Linked DNA regions of Pan troglodytes: region 2 is linked to region 1. Evidence: chromatin contacts called from public HiChIP or PLAC-seq data. All regions are on one chromosome and are shown on one strand. The core of a region is the stretch at or near the end of the contact, and the rest is flanking DNA. Distances in the headings are between cores, read along the strand shown. Region 1 holds the start of EPB41L4B (erythrocyte membrane protein band 4.1 like 4B). Region 2 holds the start of CTNNAL1 (catenin alpha like 1).

Region 1 (4,133 bases), core at 679-3,178:
AACTTAGTGGTTTAGAACAACACAAATGTATTATTTTACAATTCTGGAGGTTTCATGGGCTAAAATCAAGGCTGCATTCCTTCTGGAATCTCTAGGGGTCAATTTGTTCCTTATCTTTTCTAGCTTCTTTCAGCTACCCAGGTTCCTTATATCCTGGTTCCATTATGCTGACTTCTGCTGCCATTGTTGTGACACCTTCTCTGACTCTGACCCTCCTGCTTCCCTCTTATAAGGACCCTTGCGATTACGTTGGATTAATACAAGATAATTGCCCTACTTCAAACTCCTTAACTTAATCACATCTGCAAAGTCTTTTTGGCCACATAAAGGGACATATTCACGGATTCTAGCAATTGGTCTGCGGACATCTTTGGGTGGCTATCAGTCAGTGTGCCACAGCACTCCTGGGCTATATAGTAGGAAATGGACTATCCTTAGAAACCAGTAAGCAGAATTGGACTACCTTTGAACATCTGCTTGTGGCTGTATTCTATTAAATACAGTCTGGGGTGGAGCGGTGGGAGAGGAGTAGATTGGGTACCTGAAGGCCGATTACAGATGCCCTCTCAGAGAACACTGTCACATGGGAGACCTCCATAGTATCATAAAAAGAACATTAGACAATGAGTGAGGGTACTGGCTGCCGCCACTCAGGAGCTCTGAGACCTCGGACAAGGATATTACTTCTCTTAAGACCCGAACTCCAGTCCTATGTGACTTGGGGGTTACATAGAATACCTGGAAAGATTGGAGTGTGGACTAATGAAAATTCCATCCATGAAATCACCTCAGACAGCGCCTGATCCTTAATAAATGTCTGTTTTAGAATGCCTCATAAATGCACTCCTTCCTCTTTGTCTTTTTTTGCTGTGTCCACTGCGTTTTCCAGGCCTCTCAAACATCTTCACTTGCCTGCCAGTCATGCACACACCTCTGCCTGGCAGCAGAGGTAGTGGTTAGCAGCCAACAGCTTTGGAGCTGGGTGAAAGAGCTGGTCTTAACCATGGAATCTGGAGCCCGTCTCTTAAGCTCTCTAAGCTTCAGTTTCCTCCTCTGTACAATGGGGATAAGAACGTCTATCTAACCAGGCTGTTGTGGGGATTGAGATGATGAATGGAAAGGGCTTAGCACGGTGTTTGGCACAAGATTAAGGGAATGATAAATAGTAGTGTTATTCTTCCCAAGAGGCCTGACCTCCTTTCAGCTTCATCCTCTTCCACATTCCTCATTTAGCAGCACTGGTCAACCCTCTTCACTCGAAGCGGACCTTGAACTTGTATACTGGAGGGCCACTGCTTAGAAACAATTCCGTCTCTCTCCAATATTCTCACTGTGTCCTACACTATTCATTCTCAGAGCCTCAGATCTACTCTGCTTCTCAGTAATTTTCAACTTCACTAGCCTTCTCTGTTATTTATCCAGGCCTTTATGTCAATACTGGACCTGAGATCTTGAGGAAAGGTGTTTTCTTGCGTAGCATATTGGAAAAATACTTCCTCTCCTCGCCGGGCCTCAAGTTCCTTATGTGGAATGAGTCCACTGGACTGGAATGACTAAAAAAGTCCTTCCAGCTCTGAGATCTTAAATTGACAGAACTTAAGTAGCAAGGACCTTGTAGATTACCTTGTTGATTACCTAGTCCACCCCTCTCCTTTTCCAGAAGAGGAAACAGTGCTATTTTTTCATGGGGGAAAACTTAGTGCTATTCTGCCTGGTCTCCGGGGCAACGCTTCCCAGAGGGCACGCGGCCTTGTTTTCCTATCGGTGCAAAGGGGCACTCGGCGCCTCCAGGGCTCTGGGCGCCGGAAACACGTGTGTGCTCACCTACGTGTACACACGTGAGCACACCTACAGCAGCAGGGGGCGCTCGGGCCGGCAGGGGGCAGCACAGACCCGGCTTGCAATTACCCGGCGCAGCCCCGAGGGAGGAGGGCGTGCTGCAGTCCCGGCGGCGGCGGCGGCGGCGGCGGCGGCTGGAGGTGCAGCCTCCCAGGTGGGAGGCGGGGGCTGCGGGCGCAGGAAAAGGCGCCTTGGGAGCGGGCGCTCGGCGGGGCCTCCTCGGGCCCCGGGCGCGACGCGGCGAGTGGGAGCGAGCGCGCCAGGACCACGCAGGCGCCCTGCTCCGGCTGGCCCTCGGCCGGCGCGCGGCGCGGGAGCAGCCCGCAGCCCGCCTCCTGCGCCCCCGGCAGCCCCCTGGCAGCCCGCAGCCGCCCGTCGGGAGCAGCCCCTCGGCAGCCCGCGCAGGCCGCCGGCCCGGGAGAGCGCGCAGCGGCGGCGGCGGCGGGACGGCCCCGAGCGCGCCCTCCCGCCTGCGGCCACTCGCAGCCGGCGCTGGCCGGGCCGGCGCGCCCCGCAGGCGGCTAGAGCGCGGCCTCGGCCTCGGCGCGGGCTAGCCGCGGGCCGTAGCCCGCGAGAGGCGGCGCGGGCGGCCGAGGGCACTGACGGCGTCGCGGGACGCTCCCGGGCGGCGGCGCAGCGGCAGCGGCAGCGCAGGGGGCGGAGGCAGGGGGCGCCCCCAGCCAGGATGCTGCGGTTCCTGCGCCGGACCTTTGGCCGCCGCTCCATGCAGCGCTACGCGCGGGGCGCGGCGGGGCGCGGGGCCGCCGGGCTGGGGGACGAGCGCGATGGGGGGCCACGGGGGGGCCCGGCCGCCGCCGCCTCCTCCTCGGCGCTGCCCGCCGCGCCCGGGGGCAGCGTGTTCCCGGCTGGCGGCGGGCCCCTGCTCACCGGCGGCGCGGCCGTGCACATCTCCGCCGCCGGCGCCGCCAAGGCCACCCTCTACTGCCGCGTCTTCCTGCTCGACGGGACCGAAGTGAGCGTGGACCTGCCGGTGAGTGACGGGGCCAGTCTGGGGCACTGGCACCTCGCGCCCCTGGAGGCAGCTCCCCCTCCCCCAGTGCTTGCCTCGGGGGCGCTTCCCTTGCACCTCCCTGGGGATCCCCTCCCCCATCCCCTTCTCCGAGCACTCCTCAACCCTTTTTCTTCTTGGGCCACCCCGTCCCGGTCTCTTCCGGGGCCCCACCTTTGGCCCGCGCCCCCTCCTTGGCACATTGCGCCGCGGGGTTGTGATTTCTCTGGCGCCCACCTAGTCCTTGGGGCCTCGCCCCCTCCCCAGTACACACGGTCCCCAAGTCCCGAGACCCCGCCCCCCCTGGTGTGGGTGGCCGGCGCTCCCCTTCCGTCCCTAGCTTCCAGCAGGGGTCTTCCTGATACTGGGTTATTGGGTAGAAAATCTCAAATCAATGTGAGGCCGTCCCGGGGTGTCCAGCTTGTCCCCCCTCAAACTCGCCATCAGGCCTTGATGAGACAGCAGAGAGGAGATCCCCTCGCTTGCTGCTCGGCAGGCGCCCCAAGTTTGGGAGGCGGGGGTTAGACCATTTCTGCTCTCTGCTGATCCCTTCTGGATACACCCCATTCCCATTCCCTGAGCCCCATCTGCCCCGCAGCCTCCTCGCAGCGGGTAGGGTGACTTGGGAGCTAACTCTAGAGTCGGCTGTCTCAGACCTGCCTGCCTTGCACCGGCAGAGCCCTTTGCTGGGGCGCTGGGAGTCGACCCCGGGGTGCCCGGGGGGCCAGGCGCGCCTGACTTTCTCCCTTGGGCACCGTGCGTGGGGTCGGCGGGGCACCTCAGGGCGGCGGCGCCTGGGCCTGCGTCCCGGGCACCCGCCCACAGGTGGTTGCACCCCCGCCCCGCGCCAGCTGAGAGCTGGGCCGGCTCTGCGGTCCGCTGCAGGGCGTCCAGTTACCAGTGAGTCTTCCTGGCTGAAGGGGCCAGATCAGATCAAATCAAACCACACATTAATCGGGCGCCCACTGTGCACCCGGCGCTGCGGCAGACGGTGCCTTCGGGAATTTCTGGGTGTGACTGAGGACACAGCGGTAATTGAGCTTTAGATGAATGTTACAGATCATCTCGAGGATGTCAAGGGAAGAAATAACATACCCGGACTTCCAAGGAAGTATATAGGCCTTCCCGGGTGGGAGAAATGTTTGGACTTCATGAGAGAACTAGGAACATGTGAAAAGGGTCTCAGATGGGAAAATCAGAGCCTGCCTGGCTTGGAGTTTAACGCTTCCCGGTGTAGGCTGAATTTCGAGACAGTTTCAATTTATGGCAATTTTATTTTTGTGGT
Region 2 (4,133 bases), core at 1,103-3,602, 310 kb after region 1:
GGTGTGTAAAATCAGTATTGTGTTTAATTTTGCAGGTTTTTCAAGGATCAACTAATGTGCAAATACAGTGGTGATATATTGATATTACATTTTAATAATGCTTTTGTATGGCACTTTATAGTTTTCAGACACCTTTTGTAACAGCCCTGTGAGACAGACAATATTATCCTTGTTGTACAGATGGGGGGGCTCTGGAGGCTCTGAAAAGTTTTTGGTGATATTCCCCTAAGTTTATACCACAAAATGATGGAGCCAGAATTTAGTTGCAGAACTTCTGACTCCAAGTCCAGAGTTCTTTACTAGACATCTGGTTTCTTACTAGCTTTTTGCTAGCTTTTTATTTTACAGTGAAAAGTATGGAAGCAAATCCTGATCATTTTGGCTTATTATCAAATACCATTTATTTTTTATTGCAGAGACCCAGCAGATGTAACTGTCATTGTAGCCATCCCAAAGAAAACCCTTCTTTGCCCTTTGCAGTGCCACTTATTTAGGTAACTGAAGTGTATTTCCAGTACAATTTGATTTTGAACTAAGATTTGATATAGAGTTGTAATTGCTTACATAACTCTTTGAAAATGTATCATCCCTGGGTTCTCAGGTGAAGGAGGCAATTCAAAAGTAAAAAAGAATATTCGAATACAATAAATACCCTCTGTTCTCACACAAATGCTGTTTCTTAGCTTTAACTTGCTTTGACAACCTACTGATGTAACTTCTTTGTTAATGTGAAATATTTATATTTTGCAATAAAATTACTAGTGTTGAATGAATCATGTGGTAAACTTAATCTCCTGTGTGTTGAAAAACTTGATCTTTTGTGAAGCCAAAGTTTCATGAATCCATCCATCTGTCTCTTAGGCCTTCTGTCATGCCATTTCCTCCGGCACCATTGTGTACACTGAATTCTTAGGAGATACTGTCAACTTCGTAAGGGAAGGTGTGTCCAGGAAGTGGACACTGGGCGCCTTAAAGAGGTCAAGGGCCCTCAGTGCACAGGGGAAGGTGGCCTTGTGATAGGTAAGGAAGTGGTGAGATGGTTGGCTGAGAAGAATTGGAAGAAAAAGTTGGATTGAGGACCTGTCCTTTTTGAATGAAGAAAAAGAAGCTGAAGCTTGGCTATCTTCAATACCAAAGACAGCTGTGCAGCACTGGTAGATTGATGAAGCTGAAGCGACAGGTTGAAGCACCGTGAAGCGCCTTTCAACGGTGCTTGGGAAAGAGCTTTCTGATGCCTCAGGTTGATGTACCCAGCTCATCAATCTGGTGTTATGGAAGAAGAAATGATCCAGGCCAAGGTGTCCGGGTGGACTGGCCAGCCTCAGATTCTTTTTTACTCTGATAGGTTCTCACTGGCAGATATGGTAGTTGACAAAACATTTTTTCATGCTTCTCAGTCTGTTGCTTAAGTCTGGAATTCCTTCACGGCGTGCATACTGCGGACAACCTCCTTTTGGCCTTGCTCCTGGAGACCTTAGAATAGGAGTCTTCAGCTCCCCGCCCCCATCGTGGGGCTCTGTGCGAGCTCAGAGTTGTGCTTACAGAACTGATTCTTATCCTTCTCCTCAAGTGAGTTGTCAGAAATACACACTTGGTGTTTTCATGCAATGAACAGTTATGAAGAAACTGCTCTGTGCCTGGCACTAGGAAAAAACTTTGAAAAATAGTTTTAAGAAGTAGTGTTGAACAGTAGATGAGGCTTTTTCATGTTTCTTTTAAATTTCTTTTGAATAAGTCTAAACAGTAGTGTGAAAGATATACTGACTTCCTGCCGAATACCCAGATACTCCATTAATGATTGCATTATCAAATGTTTCCCCTTCAATCCAGCTCAAAGTGTTTGTGAGAAATACATGGTGAAAGAATGAGCAGGGTGGAGTGGAAATTGGACCTTCCGGAGAAGCCCCAGGAAGACATTACCGCTGGAATTCCCGTCCCAGGGGAAAGGCCCCTCCCAACAGACTTGATTCTGGTTTTGGTCTACCAGTTTCAACCCCAGCACAGCTTCCAGAAGTCTTTGCGGGAATTCAGAGCTGATTTAGGACGAGTCACCTATCGAGAGGACGGGAAGCTTTGCTGGGGACGGTTGTCTGTCCAAGTAAGAGGAGGCCATGTGGCTGTGTGACAGATGTGTTTTGTTTCTCCTCGCCACCCTGGCGAGAAGGTGCCTGGAACCCATGGAAGGGGTCTGAGAAGAGAGAAGGGCGGGGCCATGTGGGGGCGGGACCCGGCTTAGGGGGTGGGGTTGCAGGGAGCCCACACCAGGCTGGACCGCGGGGGCGGGGCAGAGGCCGGGGGTGGGCGGGGACATACGGTGACGGGCGGCGGGGACGCAGGGTTGGGGGCGGAGCCCTAGGGGGGCGGGCCCCTGGGGGCGGGGTCTCGGTTGGCGCGAGTGTCCTGTCGCCGCCGCCCCGGGCGGGTGGGCTGACTGGCGGCAGGCTCGCCGCGGCGCGGAGTCCCGGCTGCGGGATAGACCGAGGGCCATGGCCGCCTCTCCCGGACCCGCCGGCGTTGGCGGCGCCGGAGCAGTCTACGGCTCCGGCTCTTCGGGCTTCGCCCTCGACTCGGGACTGGAGATCAAAACTCGCTCGGTGGAGCAGACGCTACTCCCGCTGGTTTCTCAGGTAAAGTGGCGCCTGGCGCGGCCCCTCTTCTCCTTCCCGCCGCGGCCCGCGATGGCGGCCGCCGCTCGCACGACCGGACGGGAGGCAGCCGCTGCCCCACTTTCCGCGCCGGCACTGCGGCGTTCTTGTCGGACCGCCTGTGTGGGGCTCCGGGACGGGCCTCGGCCCGGGCGGCGAGAGACTGGATAATCCAAACTCCGGCGGCAGGGTTGAGTGGACTCGGCAGCAGGGGAGGCTGCGGGGCGGGGGTGCCGGCCTGGGCCTTTGCCCCCAGTACCTGCCTCGGGTGTGCGGCTCCCGGGTGCCCCCGGCCGGGCGATGCCCCCTTCGCGGGGCGAGTGGTTGAGCCCAGCTCCCGAGGCAGAGAGGGCCCCCGCGGGGCCCCTCGCTGGCACTTAGGGCCCTCCTCGATAACCGACTTTGTCACCAGTTCGCAGCCTGGTCCCGAGCCCGGCTCCTCCGCCTGGGGTATTCCTCCCGGCCTCCCCGCCCAGCGTGCGCTCCATGATCCTTTGTCCCTCCCCGCCGTAGGTCAGTTCGCTGGCCTCCCATTCATCCCGGCCACCCTACCCCTTCCCCTGAACCTGCTGCTGCTCGCTTCTGCCCGCTTCTGTCCGGCCTCGTGGAAAAGTGACGTGGAGACTGTATGACAGTTAATCCAGATGCACACCGTTTTGCCAAGTCCCATTTGGGATGTGTGCGTTACTGTGTTTGCCAATCAGCTAACCGACGCCCTGAGTTTTAGGAAAGTTTTTGTTTCTCTGAGCTGGGTTATATGCAGCTTCAGGGCTAGAATTCCTCACTTAGGTCTGTGGTAAGATGCCAAGCACTGTGGGGAGTGAATTCTGTGCCTTCGGGAGCGCGTTGGCGATGTGTGACTCACATCTAGGTTGTAACCACTTCGTGACTCATACTAGGATTACCAAGATTTTAGAGGTAGAAGAAATCTTAAAGATTATCAGACTAAAAATTCTTTCTTTAGCATCCTTGACACCTGGCCACCAGTACCCTGCTTAAACATGTTCAGTGAAGGGGAGCCTGTAGCTGTTGCATAGAATTCTAAATGCTATTATCTCTTCTCCTGCCCAGCCCTGCACATATTTGAAAACAGCAGTCACACATGTCCCTGGATTCCTGTTATGCTGGTTAAATAAACATCCCTATTTTCTTCACCTTCGCATGGCTAACAGAGCAGTGATGAATATACCTGACACTCTCCCTCCCTTTTCCTGTGTCTCATTGAGGCTCTGACCAGTGGGAAGGGGCACTGGGATCCCTCAGTAATGTCAGACCCTCCGCTCCTCGCCTATCTCCACTAGCACAACACAACCAAAATGAGAAACACTGGAGCAGTTTTAAGAGGCAGAGAAATAAGAGAGTGATGGAGTTCAAGTTGATAGTATTTTATCCATTTTTTAAATAACACCTATGTAATGCTTACTATGTGGTAGGCCAGGTTCTAAGCACTTTGTAAATATTAACTCATTAATTCTCATAACAATCATG

What was found. HiChIP or PLAC-seq counts read pairs in DNA pulled down with a chosen protein or histone mark.
Region 2: an H3K4me3 HiChIP or PLAC-seq map of stem cell-derived excitatory neurons shows a contact between it and region 1, with 2.1 times the contacts expected there. The contact joins the promoter of CTNNAL1 here to the promoter of EPB41L4B in region 1. A contact is called at or near these places in 1 of 7 Hi-C or Micro-C datasets (stem cell-derived neural progenitor cells) and 1 of 1 datasets of contacts at active chromatin or transcription factors (stem cell-derived excitatory neurons).

Annotation. Positions count from the first base shown.
Region 1 is chr11:29,132,553-29,136,685 of NHGRI_mPanTro3-v2.0_pri, forward strand. EPB41L4B (erythrocyte membrane protein band 4.1 like 4B) reads left to right here and starts at 1,929. Exons shown (of 25, transcript XM_054658372.2): 1 at 1,929-2,830. The coding sequence starts at 2,525.
Region 2 is chr11:29,441,476-29,445,608 of NHGRI_mPanTro3-v2.0_pri, forward strand. CTNNAL1 (catenin alpha like 1) reads left to right here and starts at 2,353. Exons shown (of 20, transcript XR_010148885.1): 1 at 2,353-2,627. TMEM245 (transmembrane protein 245) reads left to right here. Exons shown (of 17, transcript XM_016961396.4): 17 at 1-773.